4 separate regions of the Mus musculus genome follow, and all the other regions are linked to region 2. The links are chromatin contacts, called in public Hi-C, HiChIP or PLAC-seq and promoter capture Hi-C maps. All regions are on one chromosome and are shown on one strand. The core of a region is the stretch at or near the end of the contact, and the rest is flanking DNA. Distances in the headings are between cores, read along the strand shown. Region 1 holds the start of Tfb1m (transcription factor B1, mitochondrial). Region 2 holds the start of Tiam2 (T cell lymphoma invasion and metastasis 2). Region 3 overlaps A230045G11Rik (a long non-coding RNA gene). Region 4 overlaps Tiam2 (T cell lymphoma invasion and metastasis 2).

What was found. HiChIP or PLAC-seq counts read pairs in DNA pulled down with a chosen protein or histone mark. Hi-C and Micro-C count contacts between places; a contact is called where the count stands out from the background. Capture Hi-C pulls out chosen DNA fragments and counts their contacts.
Region 1: a promoter capture Hi-C map of adipose tissue shows a contact between it and region 2. The contact joins the promoter of Tfb1m here to the promoter of Tiam2 in region 2. A contact is called at or near these places in 4 of 484 Hi-C or Micro-C datasets (CD4 T cells, embryonic stem cells, muscle stem cells and 1 more), 2 of 115 datasets of contacts at active chromatin or transcription factors (bone marrow-derived macrophages and pancreatic cancer cells) and 2 of 9 other capture datasets (adipose tissue and pancreatic islet).
Region 3: a contact with region 2 is called in a Hi-C map of group 2 innate lymphoid cells, with 3 times the contacts expected there. The contact joins the enhancer-like site here to the promoter of Tiam2 in region 2. A contact is called at or near these places in 1 of 39 promoter capture datasets (liver), 10 of 484 Hi-C or Micro-C datasets (B cells, CD4 T cells, the G1E-ER4 cell line and 6 more) and 1 of 115 datasets of contacts at active chromatin or transcription factors (embryonic stem cells).
Region 4: a contact with region 2 is called in a CTCF HiChIP or PLAC-seq map of the NIH/3T3 cell line, with 16 read pairs. The contact joins the enhancer-like site here to the promoter of Tiam2 in region 2. A contact is called at or near these places in 1 of 39 promoter capture datasets (cranial neural crest), 1 of 15 datasets of contacts at CTCF or cohesin (the NIH/3T3 cell line), 2 of 484 Hi-C or Micro-C datasets (myocytes and olfactory sensory neurons), 6 of 115 datasets of contacts at active chromatin or transcription factors (the NIH/3T3 cell line, bone marrow-derived macrophages, craniofacial prominence and 3 more) and 2 of 9 other capture datasets (liver and pancreatic islet).

Annotation. Positions count from the first base shown.
Region 1 is chr17:3,553,484-3,560,625 of GRCm38.p6, reverse strand. Tfb1m (transcription factor B1, mitochondrial) reads left to right here and starts at 2,871. Exons shown (of 7, transcript NM_146074.3): 1 at 2,871-3,045; 2 at 5,543-5,694. The coding sequence starts at 2,913. 1700102H20Rik (RIKEN cDNA 1700102H20 gene) reads right to left here and starts at 2,802. Exons shown (of 2, transcript NR_045303.1): 1 at 2,722-2,802; 2 at 763-1,083.
Region 2 is chr17:3,324,853-3,331,001 of GRCm38.p6, reverse strand. Tiam2 (T cell lymphoma invasion and metastasis 2) reads right to left here and starts at 4,429. Exons shown (of 27, transcript NM_001122998.1): 1 at 4,276-4,429.
Region 3 is chr17:3,097,803-3,104,633 of GRCm38.p6, reverse strand. It overlaps A230045G11Rik (a long non-coding RNA gene), which reads left to right. Exons shown (of 6, transcript XR_003952289.1): 5 at 5,235-5,366; 6 at 5,697-5,712. It also overlaps the pseudogene Gm5679, the pseudogene Gm4829 and the pseudogene Gm21926. Among named protein-coding and RNA genes, the nearest start is that of Scaf8, 14 kb to the left of the region's middle. Within about 2 kb of position 2,138, at least 225 of the 459 cell types and tissues checked have an H3K27ac peak or open chromatin away from gene starts, as enhancers often do. A contact at or near this core is called in B cells, Th1 cells, erythroblasts and 3 more, where this site is marked.
Region 4 is chr17:3,465,578-3,472,227 of GRCm38.p6, reverse strand. All of the region lies in intron 14 of Tiam2 (T cell lymphoma invasion and metastasis 2), which reads right to left. Among named protein-coding and RNA genes, the nearest start is that of Gm52295, 61 kb to the right of the region's middle. Within about 2 kb of position 5,332, at least 15 of the 459 cell types and tissues checked have an H3K27ac peak or open chromatin away from gene starts, as enhancers often do. A contact at or near this core is called in the NIH/3T3 cell line, where this site is marked.

The DNA of each region.
Region 1 (7,142 bases), core at 1,622-4,121, 230 kb before region 2:
TTTTAAGGGATAATATACGACTAAAACACCCCCTGCTGATTTCACAGGCTTTTGCAGGGAGTTATGCATAATTTTCTGAAATTCAAAGGCTTAAGATCAGATATTTATGATGATAAAAACTAGATCTCAAGAATTATTAAAACCTTGGAAGACTTTCCTAAGATGGATTTTTTTATTTCATTCAATAATTATTTAATACAAGGTTAATAAAAAAACACAGTAGAATCAAAAGATGTGAATTTTTGACTCAGCTCTAGCACTTACCAGCAAGGGAAAGTGACTGGATGCCTTTGTGAAACTTCAATAAAGAATTTAAATGAGAACTAAATGAAATGGCCCGGGACATAGCTTTGTAAATGGGACACAATATAACAGACAAAGATCAGTAAAGATGGCACGATGAAGTCCTAGTTAGACCCAGGTATGACTTCTTAGAAATCTAACATGCTGCTTATCATCACTGGAATACTTTGGTTGATATCACTGCTTTTAAAAGTTCATGTGACTACATCCTGGGTCACCTGAACATCTTTCTTGAGATTGACATACAGTGTGTGCAGTTTTGGCAATCTTAGTGCCAAATGATTTGACTTCAGTTGTTTCCCAAGCTAATAAAAAAGCAGAAACAGACACACTCGATATGTTCTCCCTTGTGATAGATTTTTAGCAGATTTGTTTGAAACCAGAGAATTCTACTATATGTGATACACTACAACACGAATGAGTTGAACTAGAAATGAATCCAGACAACAGAAAGAGTAGTGATTTTTATGGCATCTTTATTATAAAATAATAAAGCCATGTGTGTTGGTTTGGTGGGTTTGCATATTTTTATTGTGTGATTTTAGTAGTCATATGAAAACTGTAGATCTAAGTCTACACCTAATTTCATATTTCTATACATTTAAATAACACAAAATGAACATGTTAATTAACTTAAAATAATTTCAGTTGATACAGTATTTGAGAAGCTTGGCTACTGAACTTGGAACTTGAAACGTGAAGAACTCGGGGTATCTTCTCTAGATGCATTGCTGGTGACCCTGGGTAGGTTGAATGACTGTACTTGCTGGTATTTCTTCCCTGCAGTATAGGAATAATAACATTTCCAAAGGAACACAAAGGTAAAAAAACAAACAAAACAAAACCTACCAACCATCCAAACAAAGCCCAATTGCCTGAATAGACACCTTCTAGGTATAGTGTTTTATGGAGAATATTATCTCTGAATCAAATATCAAATCAAAGTTTTTTTATGACACTTTGGGGAATTGCCACCACATTCTCACTTTCTAAAAGAGATACATCAGTCAGCCCATGGTTTCTGCTGATCTAGCAACCACTAAAGTGGATATGTGGACTTTTTACTTCTCCACACGGCCCAGAGTGGTCTGGTTTTACATTAGCTTTTTTTTTTTTTTTTTTTTTAAACTACCAGAACCATAAACGATGTGTAATTCACTTATAACCAAGTGAAATCAGACGGAAAAAAGTAAAAATCTTCCCACTTATGAAAAATATTTTAAAAGTTTTCATTTCTTTCTTGTGTTCTCAGACATCACAGGAAGACAGAACCTATTTGTCTTCTCTTGGTACTTGGATTTTAACCCTCAAATAGCCTTTCTCCATTGGATTCCCTGCCTGATGAGTAAGCCTTCCGTTTCCACTCTGAAGTGTGGGAAAGTGGCTGAACCGCCCCAAGTCTCACTTTCACCACTACGTAATAATAAAATCTACCCGAATCTGTATGGTAACAATTAGTGAGCGAATAATTCCAAACCACTCAGTTGTGAGACCTGGCACACATTTCTTTTAGTTGAGCTTTTTAAAAGAGCAACCCCTTTATGGTTCACTCTGAGAGCAGTGGAGAGACCACAATGCTTGCAGCATGAATGAGCTTTTAGAAAAAGCTTCAAAGGCTAAAAGAGTGGTCCTGATGCTGACCTTGCTGGCATTGCTTAAAAACAGCAGCCACCGCGCATGCACTAGACTACAGCTGGAATCTGTGAACTTCCAGCTTTACGAAATTCGTGGCCTCGCAGGGCTTTCTTGATCCTGTTTTAATCGGAAGTTAGCAATATGTGTCCTGTTTCGCAAGACTACACCTGAGAGATTTAAAAGGGAATATGAAATAGTAACAAGTGGTATCAAAAACACTTCTCGAAGTTTAAAGTGCTTAGCTCAAGAGACAAAATTACAGCATATTTAAAGACCCAGAATGGCTTTCATTCACCATTCTAAAATTAGGCAGCCCTTGGAATTCTTTCAAACAACTCCGGCCAGAAAATGGACATTGTTCAATGACAAGAAAAGAGAAATTATCTAGAGACACAGTTTAGTTGGTTACGGTTAGCTTTTTGCTTTACTTGAGTCAGTTGGTCTCTTGCTATTGGTTAAAGCTGGGGTGCTGTTAACGGGCTGGCATTCAGCCATTTGCTCTAAAGTCTAAGTCTTAAACTCGGTTTTCAGCAGGCTTACCTTAAATAAGCCTATAGTTCTCTATGGAACTAAGTTCTGAAAGAAGTAATGGACGCGAAGAAATAAAAAGTATCTAGCCTACGGGGGTGGGGCGGTAACCAGTCTACAAACAGCAAGCAACCAATCACCATCTTTCCTGCTACAAATCAAAAGTCAAGCCTTTGGAATGTCAAAGGCCTGCGGAGCCTCCCAGAGGTTACAAAGACCACGCCTCCTAGCCTCCGCCCCCTCTCCTCTCCCAACCTGCACCGCTTTCGGCCTGACGCGTCCTGAGCTCCCAGTACATACAGACTTCCTGTCAGTTTCGTCATTTCCGGCAGGTTTCTCCATCCAACCAGGTGGCCTCAGAGGCGGGCAGTCTTCTCCAAGGTCCCACCCCCTGCGCGCCGTGCACCTTTCCAGCCGCTGCGCGTGGCTGTGTATGTGGGTCTCTCATGGCTGCCTCGGGGAAGCTCGGCACTTTCCGCCTTCCCCCGTTGCCCACCATTCGGGAGATCATTAAGTTGTTCGGACTGCGAGCGGTGAAACAGCTTTCCCAGAATTTCCTCCTGGACTTGAGGCTGACAGGTGGCTGAGTCGTCAGTTCGCCCGGGTCTCCGTGGTGGGCGCGGCCGGGTGATGGAGCGGGTTGGGGCGGGCGGCTGTCAGTCAAGCGCTGCTCCTCCGGTCCTCGCGGGCTAGGGCGACGACTGGTCGACCGCTTTGCGGGCGGGAGATGTTTCCCGCGCGCTTTATGATGCGCCAACCTGCCTCTCGTTAGCCCGGCTCAGTAAAGCGCGTCTGTAAGCTCAGCACTCGAGGAGCAGAGGCAGGAGGATTGCCGCCAGTTAGAAACAGATGGACTCTTTCAAAAACGAAACCAAGAGAGTAAATAGGATAAACGTTCACTTAAGTCTAGGGATCCCTCTAGGGACTGGAGATTCGCTCTGTAAAGTCATACTAACCAAACGGCGCCTACAGCTACCTTGTGCCAATGCTGGGACCACCGTCCCAACAACAGCCCTGAGTTTGCAGTTAATAAGTTGACATTCTCCGGCTTCTTTAAAAATTACTTTTATGCGATTAAACTTATATAGGGTGAAGGTCACCAGTTTGACACCCATGTTTTGATGAGTTTTCACAGGTGTTTGTTGGTTTACTTACCACCCATGTCATAGTAATGCTCTCCTCTTGAGAATAAGATCCATCTGTTGCAAATAAAGGTGCTAGCTGACTGTTGGAGTACTTAGCATGTTAACCCCCTCAAGTTAAAAGGGTAAGTGTGTCATACACACACTCCGTCCCCAAAATCAATTTTGATTGCATGGACCACAAAGCATAAGTTACTTTTATTTCTTGTTTTTGGAGCCTTTATTCGACCCGTAGAATTTGGGTAAAACAGTTAACTCCACTTAAGTTTTCTCATCTCTTATTTGATAGAAAGGCCTACAAGGACCTTAGGATGCCTACTTTTAGATTCTTTGGTTCTAGCATCCTCTCCCAGTCATGCTAAATATAAGCACATGCTAAATATAAGCACCATTCTCTGCTGAAATGCAGTCTCCTATGTCTAAGGCTGGCCTCAAGCTCACTACATGGCAGGTGTTATTGAGTGTCTGGCCCTCCTGCCTTCTCCCAAGAACCGAAATGAAAAGCATATGCCACCATGCTCAGTTACTGATTGCTGACTGTGTAACCCAGGGCTTCACACATGCTAGGCAAGCACTCTTATCAGTTAATTGAATTACATCACCAGCCATTCAATTTGTTATCTATGTTCTCATGTGTGTCCCTGGAGTAAGTTCCAGATTCTTAGGTTCTCTATTCAGTCTTTGTGAGGGTGGGGGGTGGGGTGGGGGGAGGGGGAACCAGAGTGAAAGCAAATAAAGGTGCTTGTCCTAGAGAACTCAGGTGGAGCAGGGTTGAACCAGACTTAGGGGGTTGACACCTCGTCTATGTCTGGTTGCACTTAAGCGTTCCTGCAAAGTTTAAGAATGAAACCACTGCCCCACCTGTTGCTGCTTTCCATTTTCAAACTGAGTTCAGAATTCCCTGGTTTAATAAATGACTCTGATGCCCTCCGAGAGACCAGTTGGTAACTGGTAACCAAACAATGATTTGGTTTTAGAATCCCCACCTTGGTTCGAGGTCCTCTCCAGCCATTTGCTTTTCTTTATGACATTGTACAAATTAAACAATAGACAAGGACAGCGTGCAGTTCAGATAAATTATATTAGAGTGGTAGCTGCAGGAATTAGGTTAGGGCATGTACGTACCAAGACGCAAAGCTGGCTAGGGCTGCTGATTTCCTCACTGTAGCTGTACAATACTGTTTGGAAATACGTAAGCAACATTTTGCCTTTAAGTTTACCTAGATAGATAATAACCATCAACTGGGACTGTACAGTGACAAGAAGTGCTAGTATGTATTTAGTAACAAAATTTCCACCATCCAAGGAGGTGTGGGTTTTAATATCTTGCAGTTAATAAAAGCAGTCCATTGTGTTTTTTCCAGAGCGATGGTTAGTTACAGTGGCTACCTTTATGTGTGTGATTTCTTAGGTTCTGCCAACTTAAACTAACTGAACAGTTAGTAATTCCATCTTAACATGAGCATTTGCAAAGCTTAAAATTTCTGGTAGTAAATCAAACTTTTTTTTCTGGAAATGATGAAGAATTCAAATTTCAGAGTCTAGTGATGTGGGGACTTATCATGGTTGCCGTTCTGACCTCAAAATAACCAGAGGTGACATGGGGACTTTGTGCGTTCTCCTCTTTGATCCATGCCTGTGAGGATGGCAGAGTACAGGTGCAAGGAGTCCTGCACCTGCAAGGGCTGTAACGAAGGGCTGCATGGTCAGCCAGCAGGGCTTGGGCTGGTTGGTGAGGTAGTTAAGGAAATTGTCGGGATAATCCTCTTCAGGTAAGGAACTGGTGCAGTACAGTGGTATACGATATTGATAACTAGTATGTATTGGTTTCGAGTGAGAGCTAAAAATCAAGAGCGGCCATTGAGAATTCTTCCGAAGTTTACTGTGATAATAAAAGTAACTAAAACTTCTTTTTTGGTTTCTTTTAAACTTAGACAAGATTGTAAGGAAAGCTGGCAGTCTAGCAGATGTTTATGTTTATGAAGTGGGTCCTGGGCCCGGGGGAATCACAAGATCCATCCTGAATGCCAACGTTGCTGAGCTTCTGGTGGTTGAAAAGGACACTCGCTTTATCCCAGGGTTACAGGTGAGATGCTTAAAACGGGTCTTCTTTTCAACAGGCACAAACCAGGTGAAGTCTTGGACCATGATTCTAAAGTCCCCATGTTGACCAAGGACTGGGCAGGCAGTCCATCACACTGCAGCTCTCCAGGTCCTCGCTTGGGGCTTAGGGTTGTGTAGTCTACAGAAGTCCAGAAAGCTGCATTTGTACAGGAGTCCCCAAAAGGGCTGTTGCTCACAGCTTGAGCAAAACTGCTTTCCACATGAGTGCTAAATAAACTAACCATTTCTAAGCCATGCATATCAAAAAGCCATAAAAATACACGTAACGGTCAATAGCAGTAACCAATTGTCACCGTAATAGTGACCAATTGGCTGACTTGGAAGAACTTTACTTAGGCATTCCCCACACAAAACACTAAGAAGATAAATGCTAGCGCCTCATCAAGAGGAATTAGTTGGTTGAGTTTAAGCATTTTTTAGCGAGAGGATTTTTTTCGTATGAAGAAAGAAGTTGCACCAGGACTGTGTGAGTTTGAGAGATACTTCTGGGTGCAGTGTTAGACACATGGGCGTGTGGATGCTTCACCTTGACAGAGAGAGAGCATTGGAGTAAGTGTCTTCACGCTGCCTGTCACTGGCTGTCAGTAGACAATAGGCTTGTTTTGATTGTTCCAGGGACAATGTAAAACAAGGACTTGGAGATTAAAAAAGGCAGGTTTGAGGGTTTGAAGTAAGGGGATGTTGAAATTTTTAAAACATTGCAAACCCTAAGATGGACTATATCAGATATCTTGTACAGAAATTCCTCATAAAACACACTTGATGACTGCGTGGCCTTTGATTCCTGTATAATTCTAAAACTTTAAGAAAGCCCTGAGCTTTCGGCACATATGAGTAGCAATTTATTATGTGACTGTAACAGAAAGGTAAAACTATCCACGTCCTTCCACTTGAAAAAAAGGCAAATTGTTTTAAAACTAATATACACAAGTATTTATTGTATATGTTAGAATAGGTTGAGAAAATTTGTTTTAAAATCTAGGATTTTTGTGGGCACTTGGCTTCTGTAGAAACGTAGTGATTTTTTTTCTCACCTAGCTTCATCTAGTTTTCCTCTGTTAAATAATTGCATGATATGGAATTGTATCTAGTTGCCCGTCAGATTTCATTTCAGAGTGCTGACTTAATTTTGGGAGTGATACATGACTAATATTCCTGAACACATACGATATTTAATAGTGCTTTGTTTAAGAAGCACATCCCAGTTGTCAGAGGAATAAGAATATTGTTGGTTTGGGTGAGATTGTGTGATGACAAAGAGAAGCTGATGGAGGCTTTGTCATTCTCCATGTTTGTTCTTTCAGCTCCGTGGATACAGAGCACACGGACTCTCTCACCCTTCAAAGGGGCTTTTTAATCTCCCCATCTATGATACCCATCTTTCCCATTAATCAGAAGGTGAATAAAATC
Region 2 (6,149 bases), core at 3,180-5,679:
ACAACTGAAGCTTCAGTGAGGGCACTCGAGGAAGAAGTGAGGTGGTCAAACAGGGACCCACAGGTCCAGACTACTTCCCATGTGCCTTTCAGTCCTGGCTTCTGGCTCCTTTCTAGAAAATAACCTGTAATAGAATAAAAGCATGCCTTCCCTATGGCCCATTCAGCATATTCCAATGTAGACAGATATACATCTCACCTGTGCGGATCCTCTGCCTTTTACTACACTTCAGGAATATGTGCACAAAGGTCAAGTTCCACCCACTGTCAACTCTAGAGAATTGTAGCTTGCTTCATATTCTGTAGTCCATTCACACATCTGTCCCTCTATTCAGGAGACACTTAGCAGCAGGCGACATTTGGTGCTGGCCATGGTCCTTGTCCTGAAATCTTAAGACTTACTCTATGTTTCCAAAATGTCCCTGAAGGCCTGCTGCCCTTAAAGGGGCTTGGATAAACAGAGAGACAAACCAGAAGCCCGTAAACTGAGAGCTCACCAGGGCTGTGCCTCTTTGAGAACTTGTTGACTGGGACAAGTTTCTGGCACTTGGTTTCTTTATCCACAAAATAAGAGAATGGTCTATATTATCTTATTGTTATTTCAATGTGAAGAGTCCCATACGATACAAGATTCCATTTATCCTGACAGCCACGGTGACATCTACCACATATATACAGCATAGCACGGTTTCATAAGTTTCTAAGATGATCCTGTACCTCTTGTAGCTGGAACAAATGCTTCTATCAATTATTTCACAAATTGATATGTTAACTACAAACCTGGAGTGTTTGTAAGATTCCCCAGCAAAGTACCCATACATCAAAACTGAATCGATATGAGTAGATTGTGGTGCTAAATTCTCCCACTGTGGGCACTAAATAAATCAGGCAAGACGCTCCTCTTACTGCCTCTTTACTTCTGTGATGCACCACTTTGAGGTGACTTAAAAACTGTCCCAAACAAAATACACCTTAATCCTATTTATTGACACATATTTATAGAAGCAATGTGTCTCTCAGCCTAACTTCCAAGTCTTAGACCAAATTTCTCCCCTAATCAAGATCAGACATGAAGGGCTGGTGAGATGGCTCAGTGGGTAAGAGCACCCGACTGCTCTTCCAAAGGTCCAGAGTTCAAATCCCAGCAACCACATGGTGGCTCACAACCATCTGTAACAAGATCTGACTCCCTTTTCTGAAGTGTCTGAAGACAGCTACAGTGTACTTACATATAATAATAAATAAATCTTTAAAAACAAAAAAACAAAAACAAAAAAAAAAAACCAAGATCAGACATGAAAACTTGAGTGCCTGGAAAGGTGGTTGGGTAAAGATGATCACATGATACATGGCTGATTGGTCGGGAACACTCATGTGATGCAAGGCTGATTGGCTGCCCATGGATCTACTCACACATCCTTCCCTGTGTACAAAGACATGTCTGAGCATCACTTGGACAGACAGATATAAACGCTGGATAAAGCACATTTCTATACCCTCCTTACCGACAAAAAATAAACAAATCTGCCCGTAAAGGTTTCTTTGTGGTGCTTATTAGATATATATCTTCTTTTGTCACTTGCCAAGAGACACTGATTTGCAGTGATCTGTGGTGAATCTGTGGTAGGGTGGGGCTTGAGCAGTGACCCACATTGTGTCTTTGAGTGACTTGCAAGAGGAGTCTTCTCCCAGTGTGAAAATGTACACCAGGGGCTTGGCAAATTGAATGTGAATTGATTTTAGACTCTGCTCTCCTGTTGGTCGGATTGACCTTGTACCACGAACAAACACGTGGGACCAGGCAAGGTTGACACGACAAAATATGTGTCCTAGTACAAGCACTGACAACTAGACAAGGAAGACGGAAAATGAAGCATCTTGGCGAAGATATTTGACTGACACATGATGGATGTGTGGGTAATCAACAGATGGAGAAGAGAGGAAGAACTGTGTAAGCAGAATGCTGGTTCCTTCAAGATACTGGCCTGGAAATGACAAGCTGCAGTGGGAAGTGTCTGGAGCAGACAGTATGCCTGCACTCCTAAGAGAGGAGAGAGAGGAGGGAGCAATGGCAGGCAGGGCCTCATTATCAAGCATCTGACATGGTATTGGGACTTTGCTTTGTGGTTTGGGTTTGTTGTTGCCTCTTTTTGGCTTGTGACAAGCTCTGAACTCATGGAACTCACCTGCCTCTGCTAATGCCCCAGTGCCAGGAGCTAGAATTAAAAGTGTGTGCCCCCATGTTGTACCTGAGATCATGTTTTGGGGTTTGGTTTTTGCTATGTAGCCTAGGCAGGCCTACAACAAAGCATCCTCCTGCCTCAGCTTCCTGAGTACTGGAACTACAGCAGTGCCCTACCATGCCCCTCCCTCAAGCATCTTTTATGGGATGTTAGACATGGAAGCTTGGGTCCTGTGGGAGTTTGCTTGGCTACTGTAAATAACAAACACAGATATACCTCACCATTATTTTTTTCTACCCATCAAAAAAGACCTTTGCCACCCTAAAGTAACAGGTTTCATTTTCCTTTCAGCTGAGCAGGAAAAATAAATCCAATGATATGAAAATGTGCTTTTAAATTCATCTTAATATTAGACTTTTGGAATTTTAAAAAAGATATGATAATCTTTTTTTTAAAAATCTTCTAATTATTAGGGTGTGTGTGTGTATACGCACGAGTAGGAGGAGGGGGAAGAATAAGAGGAGGAGGAGGAAGAGGAGGAGGAGGAGGAGGAAGAGGAGGAGGTGGAGATGGTAAGAAGGGAATCAGGTCACTTGGAGCTGGAGATACAGACAGTTGTGTGCCTGATGTGGGCTGTGGGAACTGAACCCAGCTCTTAACCACTGGGGCATTTCTCCACTACCACCTGGTCTGCCTGTCCCAACCGGCCCCTTGTTCTGTTCTGTTCTTTTCTCTTTCTTTCTTTCTTTTTTTGTTTTATGTTTTTTGAAACAAGGCCTCACTGTGTAGCCTTGAATAGCCTCAAACTCAGAGATCTGCTGGGATTAAATGTGTGCACAACCATGCCCAGCTAAAACTACAACTTAAAACAGGTGGGGGGGGGGAGGAAGGAGGAGGAGGAGGGGAGGAGAAGAGGGAGGGAAGGAAGGAAGGAAGGAAGGAAGGAAGGAAGGAAGGAAGATAGGAAAAGTAGTTGGAAAGCACATATGCACTCACGGGCTACGCAAACGGAAGAGGAGCAGATGGTACTCTACTCGCAGAGCTTGATCTGTGCCTTTAAGAAACTTGTAAGCCATTTTTAAAAAGCTCTTAAAAACCATTGTTTTCTATCTTGAATTGGAGACGTCAGGTGTTATCTGTTAAACGAGGACCACAGCGACAATAGAGAGAAATAGAGAGCGAGAACTGCCCCAGAAGAGAAGCTTGGACCTTCGCACTCACCGGAGTGTACACTTGTAGCACACCTAGTCTGCCTGGGAATGTCACCTAGCGGCTTCTCTTCCAGCAGCTGCCAGGGAACTGCAGGAAAATTTCCCGGGAATGGAATTATCTTCGCTAACGAGCAGCTTCCCCCACCCATAATATAAAGTTACCCTATTTTTCTTTTTCTTTTTTCTTTTTTAAAGTAAGGAGGGCCATAGAAGCAGCGCGTCCATATTAAGTTTCCGGTCTCAGAGATAAAAACCCCTCAATTTTACTCGCTACACTTTGCTGCTGGAAGAATGGGCCCTTTTCTTCCTGAACTGTTTGTGGTAAATACGATCCATCAGGGACACAATGTTGTCGGCTTTCACTGAAACTTGGCACCGCAGCCGGCGGGGAGTCGCGCGGGTCTAGGTGGTCGCAGGACGAGCGATCCTCGCCCCTCTTCCCAACCCCAATGGCCAAGCCAGGGATGCTCACATTCTCCCTGCTGCGCCCTTCTCCCCTGGACGCAAGGAAATGGGCACTGATGGGAATGGACGGCGCCGCCACCTCGCAACCTGGATGGCACAGCTGAACCTAATTGTACCCGCGCCACGCGTGGGGCAGGGCAAGACCTCACTTCGGAGTTTTCTGGAAAAGGATCCTGCCTTGAGCCAAGCTGGACAAGAGAGAATGCGAAACCGCTGAAGACTGCCACCCTCCTGGACGCAGCAAAGTGACCCCGCCGCGCCCCTGATTGCCTCCACAGCGGGCGGAGAGGACGGACGAGGCTGGCCCACTGGTGGAGGCTGGGACTGTGCTGTGCAGCACCCCACTGCAGGATCCCGGGAGCCTATGCGAGACGACCCAGACGCCCTCCCTCGCGTCCCTCCCTTCGGCGCCCTTACCTCGGTCCAAGTTTCAACACAGAGGACCGGTCGAGCCCGGCTCTGCGCCCCTGAGCGAGGCCCCGTGGGGACTCAGGGCACACTCCGCGAAGTTTTCTCCGTCACTTTGTTCTCCACTCGCTGAGCCGGGAAGGTCAAGGCTTCTCTAGCTCCGCACTGCCGAAGTGAGGCCAGATCGGCGGCCACACCTTCCTACGCTCCGCTCGCCCCGCCCCCGCCCGGACACTCCCTTGACACGCCCCGACACGCCCCTCAGAGTCACACACACACACACACACACACACACACACACACACACACACACCCGCCTCGCAAACCACGCCACGCCTCCCGGCCGGGACCCCCTTCTCCTGCTGGACTGACTCCACCGACACATTACATCCCCAGTAACCAAAACAGCTCTCAGATGGAATCTGCGAGCCAGCCAGTCGCTGTGGCCCAGACCACAAACTACAAAGCGCGCGCGATCCTGGCCCTTCCAGTGTGTGCTGCAAAGAAGTTTCCTCGGGTCCCACCCAGAGCAGCTCAGAAGCACAGGACTCCGTGTTAGAAGAGGCCACCCATCATCCTCCCCTTGGAGAGAGGCTGGGTGTGATAGCTGAAAGGCAGATGACAGGGTTGAGTTGGGTTTGGGATTTGTGAGGGCCTATTAGGCAAACCTGAGGGAGCCAGTGAGCCCACGTGAGGGGAGTGTGCTCCGCATGCTGGGACCACCATTCTCTCCTGTGACCTGAAGACTCCTCATCCGAGAGGTGAGAGAAGGGACAGGAATGTGGCCAATTTTCCTTGGGGAGAAGTCTACCTACTTTTTATGGCACCACAGACAAAACGAAGTAGGATTCCATCAAAATCCAACTTGGGGAACCAAGGAGTATAAATTATTGGACTTACTCACAGAGCAGGAGTGAATGTGGGTGACCTCCAAATCGGCCCCACCCCAGAATGGACTACTCATAACTGCATATTTAGAATCCCCCTCAGTTAACCTCTCATACGCTGTAGAATATGGGACCTCCCAAGACCGAGGCCGCTCTCAATTCCAGCTGGCTGGAGGGTGCAGGAGGGAATATCAAGGGAGGGGTCAAAGACCCTCTCCACCCAGTCCTTCTGTGAGGGAACACCAACGTTCAACAGGATTGATCTTGGGGGTCACCGCAGCTCTGAGGTCTACAGCGGTTTGTTACTATGGTTCCCCAAGATACAGGCATCAATGCAAGACTAGCTGTAGAGGGTCATCTTCATAGCACACGAATATGGAATTAAATGGGCAGGGTGCGTGTGTGTGTGTGTGTGTGTGTGTGTGTGTGTGTGTGTGCGCGTGCGTGTGTATGTGTGTGTGTGTGCGCGCGTGTGTGCACGTGTGTGTGCGCGTGTGTGTGCATGTGTGTGTGCACGTGTGTGTGTGTGTGTGTGCACGTGTGTGTGTACGTGTGTGCGTGTGCGTGTGTGTGCGCACGTGTGTGTGTGTGTGTGTTGCTCAGTAGTTAAGAACACTTGTGTTTGTAGGCAGCCGAGTTTCTATTCCCAGCACCCAGATAGCAGGTCACAACCATTTATAACCCCGGATCGAGGGGATCCAACTCCCTCCTCTGATCTCAGATGGCACTGGCATGGATAAAGGCAAAACACTCATATGCAGAAAAATAATTTTTTAAAAAATCTAAGCATGAAGGGAGCTGAGGAGAGAGCCAGATGACCCTCCATATGAAGGAGAGGAAAGTAGCCAACCTAACCTGAGATCTACAATCATGAGTTTTGTGACCTCACCATGTCTATATACATGTATATGCAATATACACTAAATAAATATATAAACACATTTTTTTTTCTGATTATAAAAGAAATGTGTGAGGCTGAAGACATGGCTCAGCCAT
Region 3 (6,831 bases), core at 889-3,388, 220 kb after region 2:
TTTTAAAAAAAGAACATTTGCATCAAAATATAAGGTGTCCCCATCACATCTTGCTGAAATAAACTTGGATTGAAGTTGCTCTTACAGAGCTGTGTTCTTCATTTCCCTTTTCTACTTTATACAAGATAATTTTTCACAATAACCAACTATGTTCTGTCTATCCCCTCCCCTCCCCCATCATTGGTGGTCAAGAGGACAAGCAAAAAGAGGAATGGAAGACTAGATACACAGCTAAATGGAAGGAGAACTTCTGGCCTAAATGCAATAAGGAAATCTATGTGGCTACCGAGAGCAACAGGACACTCCTGACATTGTGTAACCCAAAGATAGAAACATGCAATTGTGCTACATGGCCCTCCAGGCTCTGGAAAAACCACAATGGCAAAGCAGCTAATGTTAGAATGGTCAGAGCGTAAGCAGGCCCAGATTTTCTCATGTGCCTTCTACATCAGCTGCAGGGAAGTAAATAATACTAAACTTTGCACTTTTGCCCACCTCCTCTCCATGGACAATCCCTCCTGGAGGGACTGTGTGATCCGGCATCTAGACCTGGAAGAAGAATTCTTATTTGTGGTGGACGGTTTTGATGAGCTGACATTCCCAGCAGGAGCTCTGATCTGTGACCTTTATGGTGACTGGAACATAGTGAAACCTGTAGAGGTCTTACTGGGAAGTTTGCTGAAGAGAAAGATGGTACCTCATGCCACTCTGCTGGTAACCAACCACACGGACACAGGCTTTGTGCCAAATCTTCATCATGACGGATCAGCCTCTCCTAGTAAAAATTTGGGGCTTCTTGGAGCAAGAAAAGTAGGAGCACTTTCAGAAATACTTTGAAAATGAGGAGGGTGGAAGGAGTTTCAGAGACAAGGTGTGGAGCAGAGAGGCAATGACCATCCAGAGACTGAACCACCTGGGGATCCATCCTATTTACAATCACCAAACCCAGACACTGTTGTGGAGGGCAAAAAGTGCTTACTGACAGGAGCCTGGTATAGCTCTCTCCTGAGAGGCTCTACCAGTGCCACATAAACACAGAGGAGGATGCTCACAGCCATCCAATGGACTGAGCATAGGATCCCCAAGGAAGGAGCTAGAGAAAGGACCCAAGGAGTGAAAGGGGTTTGTAGCCCCATAGGAGGTTCAACAATATGAACTAACCAGTACTCCTAGAGCTCCCAGGGACTAAACCACCAACTAAAGAGCACACATGGTGGGACTCCTGGCTCCAGCGGCATATGCAGCAGAGGATCGCCTAGTCTGACATCAATGGGAGAAGAGGACCTTTGTCCTTTGAAGGCTCTATGCCTCAGTGTGGGGGAATGCTAGGACCAGGAAGCTGGAGTGGTAGGTTGTTGAGCAGGGGGAGGGGAAGTTATAGGGGGAGGGTGTTTTCCTTTATTTACATTACACTTGTAATGTAAATAAAAATATCCAATTAAAAAGATACTTATTCAGGATAAAAAAAAAAAAAAAGACTGTCATAGATAGAACTCTTTATGTTACTTTGTAGGATTTCACAGGAGTGCCCTCTCAAGTGACTCACTTGGCTAGACACTTGGTTTCATGTCTGACTGTGACACTTTCACTCCATTGATGAGCAAAGAGTAGCAGAAAAGCTACCCACTCAGTGAGCTGTGGCAGAGGCAGGATCACCACCCCATATTCCCAGTCTGGGAGTTCCTGGTCCCCATCACTTGCCCCATATGGACACAGCACCAAGTTCTCCAGCTTCCTGGTGGGGATTCAACCAAACCCCTTTGGTCTTGGCCCTCTGCATTCTACCCTTTCTGGGAAACCTGAGCTGTAAAACTAAGGTGAAGAAAAAAGGAACTCCCCTTCCCAAGTGGGTGGCGAGTGCTAGCTCCTCAGGGAGCCGTCTGCTCTGCCTCATGTCCACCTTCATTTCACAGTCCGTTCGCCTCACTCTCTTGAACCCTGATGCCCGCGAGCTTAGCATGGGGTCAGAGCCATGGCCACCTAGCAGTGTGGGAAAGCCCAGGTTATGGACCAAGAGTCTGTAGATCCTGCAGCTTGCCAAAGCGAACACACCCGGGAGCCAAGCCCCTGGAGTCCTGGACCTGGCCTGGTGTTTTCAGAGGCTCTGTGAGAGGAGGGTGGAGGTGGGTTGGTGATGATTGGTCGGCTCTCTGGGGGCGTGGCCTCACGCTGGTACTTCCTTTCAAACTTCAGCTAGGCGTCTGGATCCCAGAGTCTCAGAAAAATGACAATTAGGATCGCTAGACTTCAGGCCAGAGGTTAGGAGAGCCTGGCTCTTCCAAGGACGACAGCAGTGGGAAGCCAGATATGCCAGCGTGTGGCAGCTCAGAGTTGTGAATGCTGCCCACCACAAGCTTGTTAAACTTTGTTTATGGGTACAAACTTCACACAGGACCAAAACTAACCAGTGTCTCCAGAGCTCCCTGAGACTAAACCACCAACCAAAGAAAACACATGGTGGGACTCATGGCTCCAGCTGCATATGTAACTGAAGATGGCCTAGTCGGTCATCAATGGGAGGAGAGGACCTTGGTCCTGTGAAGGTTCTATGCCCCAGAATAGGGGAATGCCAGGGCCAGGAAGCAGGAGTGGGTGGGTTGGGGAGCAGGGGGAGGAGGGAGGGGATAGGGGATTTTCAGAGAGGAAACTAGGAAAGGGGATAACATTTGAAATGTAAATAAAGAAATATCTAAATTTTAAAAAGGTGAGCATATTCAGCAGGAAGCCTCAGAGGCTGAAAACATTCTAGGCCTCAATAAGATTGTTTAGAGGCTAGAGGCTTCCAGGACTTAGGCCTAGGTTAGTGCAAGGTAGAGGCAAGAAGCCTCAGAGATGACAATTACAACAGGAGAATAAACGATACTGTTACAAACTTTAAAAATCATATTTCTAAAAATATGAATGAGCTCTTTGGCCCTGAGGCCCTCAACATCTTGGCAGTAGGTCTCCTGGCAGCGGGGCAGAGTTCTACTATGACCAGCACCTATGCAGGACAGTTCATGATGGAGGGTTTCCTTAAGCTGCGGTGGTCCCGCTTCACTCAGGTCCTTCTCACTCGCTCTTGCAACATCCTGCCCACTGTTTTGGCTGTCTTCCGAGACCTGAAGGACCTGTCCGGCCTCAGTGATCTACTCAATGTTCTGCAGAGTCTACTGCTGCCCTTCTCTGTGCTGCCCATTTTGACTTTCACCAGCATGCCAGCTGTCGTGCAGGAGTTTGCCAACGGCCAGTTGAGCAAAGCCATCACTTCCTGCATCATGGCACTGGTCTGCGCCATCTACCTGTACTTTGTGATCAGCTACCTGCCCAGTCTCCCGCACCCTGCCTACTTTGACCTTGTGGCTCTGCTCCCCATAGGTTACTTGGGCCTGACGGCTTATCTGGCCTGGACCTGTAGCATCGCCCACTGAGCCACCTTCCTGACCCACAGCTCCCACCAGCACTTTTTATATGGGCTCCCTAATGAGGAGCAGGGAGGTGTGCAGGGTTCCCGGTGACCGCAGCATCCAGCAAGCAAAGAGGCAACAGGATGGGCACAGCAGGGCAATTGGAGGTCCTCTACTGGCTTTCTGGATTACCAGTTTCCAGTTTGGACAAGTGCTTTACTTCTGAGTAAAATGACACCCTTCTTATCACCACAACCTAAGACCCTTAAAAAACACAGTGCCTGGGTCAAGAGATGGCTCAGGTGTGAAGAACACTAGCCACCCTTTCAGAAGACAGGGATTCAATTCCCAGCATCAATGTGGTGGCTTTCAACTGAGGGTGATTCCAGTTCCCAGACCACCTCAAACAGAACTGCCACAACTCCACTGTCTCACTCCAGCACGTGGAAGATGAAGGGAGGAGTCCTAAAGAGTTCTAGGTCGGGGCTGGAGAGATGGCTCAGCTGTTAAGAGCACTGACTGCTCTTCCAGAGGTCCTGAGTTCAATTCCCAGCAACCACATGGTGGCTCACAATCATCCATGATGGGATCCGATGCCCTCTTCTGGTGTGTCTGAAGACAGCAACAGTGTCCTCACATACATAAAATAAATAAATCTTTAAAAAAATCTATCTATCTATCTATCTATCTATCTATCTATCTATCTATCTATCTATCTGAGAGAGAGACTTGAAGATGGAAAGACTCAGTGGTGAGGGGATAGAAAGAGAGCCTCAGGGACTATATTAGTTTTGGAGCAGGACATGGTAGAGGATAAAGAGAAGAATGAGAGGATCAGTTTGGAGACAGAAAAGAGACCAAGGGTATCTTGTCTTCCATCTGAATGATAGAAGGGATGCATGGAACATCTCTAACTGCTGAGGGCTGAGAACTAGAGCCCAGAGTAGAAAGAACTAGGTAGCTCAAACAAGCAAGCAAACAAACAAACACAATGAATCAACATCCTCCACAACAAACAAACACAATGAATCAACATCCTCCACTGATTTGGTCCTATGGGAATTTAAGCACCAGGTTGCCATTCTTTTTCCAGAAAAATTTCCAGATGCCTGAGGTGCAAATGTTAATGTAAACTACTGTTTTCTAAACATTACCATCTAGCTTAATTCTTTTCTCCTAAAATGGTGTGTAGGCCAGGAAAACTTTTCTGTTTTCGTTGTCTTTCTCTTGGAAAACCAACCTATTAACTGTTATTACTATTTGCCTCAAGATCTAGAATTTAACTGCTAAGATCCAACTGTAATTGATGACCCAAGGGAACAACCTACAGGCTGTCTCTGAAATGAAGACTGGGGAATGGAAGAGAATCAGAGTTCTACGTCATCTTTGCCTACATACGAGTTCAAAAAGATTCTGGTCAAAAAAGATCACAAACAATAAAACCACATTTGTTGTCTGTCAAGATTAGCACGTACATTTAATCCCAGCATTCCAGAGGTAGAGGCCAGCCAATCTTTATGAGTTTGCAGCCAGCCTGGCCTTTATAGGGAGTTCCAGATTAGCCTACCTAGTGAAACTGTCTCAAAACAACACCCCTCCCATGAGAAGGAAAGGAGGCTTGGGGGAGGATCTGTGTGTGAGAGAGCAACTAGGAGGAGAGGTGGGGGGGGGGTGCTGATATTGGGATGTAAAGTGAATAAATAAATTAATGAAAAAAAAAAAAGCCCCACAAACCCATCTACATTTGTATAAAGTAGATAAGGTCATTCTTATGTGCCCAACCTGCCCTCTAGTGTTTCATTTTAAGTGCTACTAAAATTTCTTAATCTCAAAATATCTGCTTAATAGGAGTAAGAACAGTGTCATCAATGAACAGAATAAGACTAAATCTCTGACACGGGTGAAAGTCACATCATAGAAAAGTGAAGGTCCTTCCAGAAGTTAGTTCCAATTTCTCTGGGGAGAGCTGCAATATCAATGGTAAATATCCATACTGTATTTCAAGTTTTGTTTGTTAAATGGGCCATGAACAGAAAAGAACAGTTCAAATGTCATATAAAATGTGATCACTATGTTATTGCTAATATAGCTGCTGTTACACTAATGTATTAAAAGATATTTAAAATGTTAACTAGTGCAGTTTTATTATAACAGATATTCATAAAGTAGATAAATATCATTTAAAATATTTTAGATTTAATTTTGTTAAAATATGAATTTAATCTTGTCTTGATAAAGTTTAAAGTATTTGTGTTTGGGATATTCATAACTAATGTAAACTATGTTTTTTCCTTCTTTCTTTATTGTTAGGTACAACATATAAATACATAACAAGCAAGAACATAAAAAGCTTCAAAAACAAAAAAACAAAAAACAAAAAACAAACCAAAAAACCCAACATTATGAACTAACCAGTACCCCAGAGCTCTTGACTCTAGCTGCATATGGATTAAAAGATGGCCTAGTCGGCCATCACTGGAAAGAGAGGCCCATTGGTCAGGCAAACGTTATATGCCCCAGTACAGGGGAATGCCAGGGCCAAAAAATGGGAATGGGTGGGTAGGGGAGTGGGGGGGGGGAGGGTGTGGGGAACTTTTGGGATAGCATTGGAAATGTAATTGAAGAAAATACGTAATAAAAAAAATTAAAAACAAAAAACAAAAAACCCTAAGAGGTCTTTAAACCTTTTTCTGAAAGTATAAAACCATGAGAGTGCTCAGACCAAGGGTGATACTGCAGGCCAGAGGCAGCAGGAGGCAGACAAGCACAGCTTCTCTTCCAGAGCCTGCACCTAACAGTGTTTCTACCAGCAGCTGGATGCTCTACAGGGGAGCCACCCAAACGGCAGTCCCCTTCAACAGGGGGGAGAAGAGGATGCAGTCATTAAAACTCCTTCTTCCTGCCCCAAACCAAGGAAAAGAAGATCGTCTCTCCCCAGCTTTCCTGGGCATGATGTCCCGAACCTGACATTTACCCAATCTGTCTAACTCAGTTCCTAACCAAAGCCAGTAGGTGCCCAAAGTTTTGGGGGGAGGGGAAGAGGCTAGCGTGTTATCAAACAGATCTTTATTTGAAGTCATCTTTGGTGCCGTTTCTTACTGTTTATTTATTTGTTAGCCTATTCTTCCAGTTGCATGACTAGGCGCAGGCCATGATGACTTCTCGGAGGCCTGAGAAGTGCTTACAGCCTGCTTAGCCTGCTGTGTCAGGGCAGATTCTGGCTTGTTCACAAAGGTCTCCAAGTCACAGTCTGGCTGATCCGTCACCTCAGAGAGCTCAAGCCAGCTTGGTCCTTGCTGTGTGATCTCCCTGAGCTCTTCCAGGGCCCTGATCTGAGTCATGGCATCATTAAAGCTGGACACCTGGGAAGATAGCTCCTCCTCTTCATTGCCAGCCAGAGAAGTCCCATTAGAGCTGGCTTCCATCACTTCTGTTCCCATCTGAA
Region 4 (6,650 bases), core at 4,083-6,582, 140 kb before region 2:
AGAGGAGCACTGGAGCCTGAGGGGCCAGATGGATGCAGGAGAAAATAGCCTGGGAGGTGTGGGAGTGGGTGCCGAGCTAATTCTGAGTCATTCATCCAATATATTCACAAAACTTTGGAACTTACGGGAAACTCTCCCAGCTCCTGGTGGGTCTCATATGCTCATTTACTTCCTGAGACGATGTCTCAGGTAAGGAAGAGAGAAGTGTGGCTTGTAACCAGTGACAGAACATGGTTATATTTCCTGTCAGAACCCTGTCCAGTCCAAACAGCCCCTCCACCACCTTCGCCTCCTTAACTGCAGGGAGCTTGAAGGTACTTGTGGGGCTTCATGCCTAGGGAGGCATCACACCATACTCTGAGACCCAGAGAGGGGTGTTCTAGACATCCCTGAGATCCCTCAAGGTAGGAAAGTTAAGAGCTATCCTACCATCCAAATGTCACAAGACACAGTGTACCTGAGCATACAGAATCCCCAGGATGTCAATCATGAGCTAGCATTGTCCTGGAGATTGACTAGACCCTTCGAAAGCCAAGCTGGACAGATAGGGTCAATGGCTGCTATCAGCAAGTACTGGCAATCAACTTGACAGACACCTAGGAAACAACCCTGTGGGCAAGTCTCAGGGAAGTTTCTAGATTAGCTTAACTAAAGTGGAAAGACCTACCCTAATCATTGGTAGCACACCATTCAATAGAATGGACAGAATAAGACAAAGCATTGCTAAGCACCAGCATTTAGCTCTCTGCTTCCTGTCTGAAGAAGTGATTAAGAAGATGCTTCAAGCCCTCGCCAGCTGCTGACTTCCCACCAAGATGGATAGCAGCTTCAAACCTTCCCTGGCTTCCTTTGGTAAGGAGTCTGATCACAGCAACAAACAGAGTCGTAACCCATGCAGTCTGCATTGAGCAAGCCCCCTGTGTTGTTTCTAGAGGAGAAAGAGAGGGAAAATACATTCTGGAAGAATAGAAACACAGCAATAAAAAGAGTGTAGGCAGGTCAAATCTGAATGCTCATGTACACAGCCGCTTAAGTGTGCTGAATACTGTATGTATGCCCACGGCCCCACCCACAGGCTGCCCTCATCCTAAGCAAGAACAGTGGAAGGAAAGACATATACCCATCTACCCCTATAAAACCTATCCGGGCCTTCTCATCAGGACACACAGTGACATATATGAGGGTTCTTCACTGCTTATGTAAGATCTCACTAAGTACATGCTTCTGCCCACCCAGGGCTGAACAGGACCCATAATGATAATAATGGAAAGTGGCCAAATTATAACCCTGTCAACCAAGCTACTTTTGCTTGTGTCAAATGTTTGTCCTTGTCATGGTGTGCCTTGTGGAAATCAAGTTTGGGATGAGATCTCTCAATCTGAAAAACCTACCATTTAATGTGGGCCACCAAAAGCCTCTCCCTGGCAGCCTAGGGATCAAAGGTCCAGAGAGCTAAGAGATAGTCTACTCCTTCACATTCGATTCAGAGAGTCTGTCATTCAGATGGCTGCCAGGCACTGAGCGTTCACCAGGCACCAGGTTCATTATCAGGAACAGCTCTGCTGACACCAGACTCAACTACCTGTCTCCTTCATCAGTAGCATGTTCTAGAGGTGGATGACACACCATGCAGCCTGTCATGGAAAAATACCGCCTCTCCACTATGCCATATGCCCTCCAGTTCTTGATGGACAAACAGAGAAAACACAAGGCTTTAGGTATGGGACACCTAGTAATTCAGTGTGTTCCTGAGCGATGCGTCAGCACATGTCCCATTAGTGCCACTGGAAGCTTAGAGTCCTTCACAATTAAAGGGCAAGGCTTGTGTTAAAATAGAATCTTGGGTACCAACTTAAAAATAGAAGCTCCGGAAAATGCTGAAGTTAAGATCGGGCCCCATTCACATACTTTGTAGCTTTAATCCAAAGTCTACAATGACATCACTCCCAAATCTGATCTAGCACATTTAGTATGCAAGACAGCGGCAGTTAGTTTGCAAGAAAGTAACTTTCTCCATTTACTTCCTGCCCTGTAAGAAGCAATACCTCATGCACACCTTGATGGGAACAAGGAGGAAGTCTCTGAAACAGTAAAATGGGAAACACTGGAAGGGAGCTTGTACCCTAGCTGGTACCATCCCATAATCCCAGGTAGCAAAGGAGTAGGGCTTCCATTCTTTCCATCCCTTAGACATCTCCCAAGTGGGAGCAAGCAGGCAAAGGAGGCTACAAGGACAGGTAGGAATGTTGGCTCTGGCCTTGAAGGAGCCTGGATGGAGGCTGTGTAGGACAAGAGAACTGTCCCAACTGAGAATGATCTATGATCCATGCCATCCACAAGTCTGAGCATGGTCCCTGGATCCTCAGAACCAGCAACTGAAAATGAGAGTAGATGGAGGACATCAATCACTATGCTCCAAACAAGAAATGCAAATTGTAGGCTACTTATTGGCTTAAATTTTTGCAAAATTAATAATTGAAGTCACAGCAATGTGAATGTGTAACCCAGAATCTGTGTGTTGGAAGTTTGCTGTCACTGAAAGTGCCCGGAGAAGGGATCTGATGAGGTCCTTGGGACATGGCATTCATGCACTAGATCATGAGCCTCACGGTATGTGCACTCTTCTCTGCCTTCTGCCACATGAGGATGCAGAAGTCAAGGCCACAGTAGAGTCAATGGCTAAACCTAATGCCCTGACCTTGGACTTCAGTTTCCAGAACTATAAGCCACTGCATTTCTGCTAAGAAATGACCCAGACTCTGGAACTGGAGCAACACATATGGACTAAGATGGTACTCACAGCACTGGGCAAGCTCTGCCTCACTGTGAGGATGAGAGTCACCTGCAGGAAGGGTAGGGCATGAAGATGGAAACTTTCATTTAGTCCTGAAGACTCATACTATCAGTGAACAATTTCCCTCTCCACCATTCCAAAGCATACTATAGTATACTGATTGTAATACTGCCATATGTAAAGACCTTCTTTCAATAATGTATTTCTACTATGCTGAAACAAAAACCATAGTGGTAGCTACACAATTCATAGTCTGCCCTAATAATGCCATAAGGAAAAAAAAAAATGGAATCTGTAGCTTTGTAAGGAAAGGCCAAAATTCCCAGCAGCCTCAAAGAGTTTGTTGACATTTACTTATTAATGGTGTTAATTCTTGGCTCAGTACATTTGTGCTTTCTCCTTCACTTATGTAATGATTGATATTGTCAACTTGATCTATTTTTTGATCTAATATGATCAACTAGATTTGTTTAGGAAACAAGTCTCTGGACATGCTTCTAAAAACGTTCTAGATTAGGTTAATGGAGGTGAGAAGCCTCACTGTAAATGTGGCTGGCACCACTCCATTGGCTGAGACTCTAGAGTGTATAAAAGCAGGGCGAGTGAGCACCTGCATCTCTTCTCTCTGCTGCCCAGCTGTGGGTGTAATAGGATGAGCTGCCTCACACCCCAACCACCCTGCCTTCAATGCCAAGATCAGCTACATCACTTCTAACTATCCGCCAAAACAGCCCCTTCCTTAAGCTACTTTCCCTGGTATTTGGTAGAGGGAATCTTTTGTGCAATGTGTGGAAGCTCCATTTGTCAATGAAAGGCTATTGGCCTATGAACGTTGACAGGAAAATAGGGAGGTGGAAGCACTGGTACAGTGAGGATTCCTGGGATAGACTCAGGTGTGAGGGATTTGCCCTGGAATGCTGAAGAAGAGGTAGCTAACCACACAACAGGACTTAGAATACATGGGTAATTAAGTTATGAGCTAGTTGGGGAACAAGGCAAAACTATTGGCTTAGACATTTATTCATAAAATATTAAGTCTCAGTCATAATTTTGGGGAACAAAGAGGCTGGGAAATAAAGCTTGTGGCTACAGTATTTGGACATAGGAACAAGAAACTAACACAATGAAACCCACCTTAACATGTGATATTAATTTAGAGGACTGCAAGCGACTCATCAGCCATGTCCCCAGACAACATATAGTTAAAACCACAGCCACAAACCTTCAAAATGTCACTTGGTGGGCAGTGGAAACACATAAGGGCTCTTAACTGCTGGGCCACCTCTCCAGCCCCCATTCTTGATGTCTTAATGTATCCTTCTTTCTACTGACATTCGGTTGACTGTGTGTGTGGACTATGTCTTAATCTGTAGTTTTCTGGTTTCTTGGCACTTTCACCACACAGTTCAATTGATAAAGAGCTCAGAAAGAACCAAAGAGGAACCTCAGAGTCCTCATCCCATTCATCTCCTTCATCCCGTGTGTCTTTTGCTTTTTTCTGCCTTAATTACAAATGCAATTTTAAGAGAGGTCAATATACTGAATAAATCAAGTCAGCCAGCTGAACAACAGTGCTTTGTACATACACAGCTAAAATCCCCCCGGCCCAGTTCTCCGAGTCACACGAATTATCATACAGCTGCCCATTAACCTCACATATGAAATGGCAGCACAAGGAACACACCAAACATGAAGTCCACTTGTAAAGAGCCCTGAGAAGTTCCTCCATTTGAATTCGAAATCTGGGAGCTTTGTATAACAGTGGTTATTCTTAGCTAATTTCGGTTTCCCTAAGTTCTATTAATGTTTTTTACTTTAAAGGGCAATGGCCTGTGGCACCTCTTAGCAAGGACAGCTTACTGTGCTGTCATCAAGGCAAATATTACTCCCTAATTGTCAGAGAAACAAAATGAAAATAAGATGCTTAAATGAAATCATAAATACACACTTCCGAGACTGAGAAAAATAATAGGACTGACTCCTTTCAAGGTTGGGGGACCTGACTACCCAACCAAAAGATCATTATTTAATACCATACATTATCCTTACACACACAAAAAAAAATCAATCTATTCCAGGCGGGGGTGGCGCACGCCTTTATCCCAGCACTTGGGAGGCAGAGGCAGGCGGATTTCTGAGTTCAAGGCCAGCCTGGTCTACAAAGTGAGTTCCAGGACAGCCAGGGCTATACAGAGAAACCCTGTCTCAAAAACAAACAAACAAACAAATAAAAAACCCCAAGCAAACAAACAAAAAAATCAATCTACTAGTCCAACTACATCTCTCTCTCTCTCTCTCTCTCTCTCTCTCTCTCTCTCTCTCTCTCTCTCTGTGTGTGTGTGTGGGGGGGGGTGCGCGTGCTTATGCTTATGTAGGGGAAGGTACACATGAGTGTAGAGGCCTGAAGTTAAACTTGAGGTATCATTCTTCAGGATAATATCTAGTTTGTTTTTAAAGAAGGAATCTCTCACTAGCCTGGAATTTTCCAAGTAAGCCAGGCTGGTTAACCAGTTAACCACAGGAATTGGCCTGTCTTTGCCACCCCATCACAGGAATTACAAGCATATAGCACTATGGCTAGTTGTTTGTTTGTTTAACATGGGTCCTAGAGACCAGAATGTTGTCATGCTTGTATGGTAAGCACTTTTCCAACTAAACCATCTCCCAGGCCTTCCATTTTAATGCTCATTATTATTCCGTGTCTAAGACATTCAAAGCAGCCATTTGAATGTCATCATAAAGCTTGCAGAGAACATCAATTCTATCACTACATACATACCCTGCCAGAAAAATGTAAACTTTATAAAACTCCCGAGAAGTCTACTGAACCCGAGGTTCAATGTAGCAAGAGCTGGTGGTGCACAGAAGAAAAAAACGCAGGTAATAAATGCTCCTTGATAGCAGGCTACCATGATCTGAGCCAATTGTCTAGTGACAAATCTCCTCAGAGTCATAGAGAAGAAGTGAGACCAGTGTTTTCAGGGGAGCAATGGCAGCTGGCTACCACCATGCCTGGTACAACACACACAGGCATCTTTAGAAGGACAACGGAACGAGCTGAGGAGGAAGCCAGTCTCCCTCACAGGACAACCTTGTCCTCCTGGATGGCTGTGACTATGACTTGGGAATTGTGGGTTGTTAGCCCACACCCAAAGAAAAGGGGAGTGGGAAATGAAGGAAAGATTCCTAAAGTATACTTAAACCCACCAGACAGTGATACCCTCTGAAAAAAGAGCCAAGTGACAATTATGTCAGGGGCAAATGACAGACAGACAGCACATTTTCCAGCCACTCAAGAGATTCATTCTCCCTTCCCTCTTTCGCTCCCTCCCCCTCTCTCCCAGCTGGGATTCATAGGGCCCAGAGCAGCCGAGATTACAGATGTGAGGCATGCCTACTTTATATGGAAGCGTTTTATGTATGGTAGGTGACTCAGCCATAGTTCCAGCCCTAAAGAATCTTAATAAAATGGATTTTATGTTCAAGGCTTTCAAAACTAGTGATCTGGAGTTTTACTGAAAGATCCTGGGAAAGAAGCCTAGCAAAAAAACATGTAGCTGACGGGAGTTGTGCTTGGGGGTGGGGGAGACAATGAATACCCATTCCAGCAGGAGCTACTATTTTGCTGCATAAAATAGGGTAAAATGGAGTATTATTCTGCTATGAAGAGTAGTGAAAGGCTGACTGATGCTTAAATATAAGTTAACCTAGAAAACGCTACATTAGGGAGAAGAGGGCAAACATGTCAGGCTACTGAAGAGATCAGGCCTGGCAGGCTACCCACTGAGTGACTCCATTTACACACCATGACTTCCTGGAAGGAAGGATGAAAACTGGGCTGAGCTGACATCTAGGG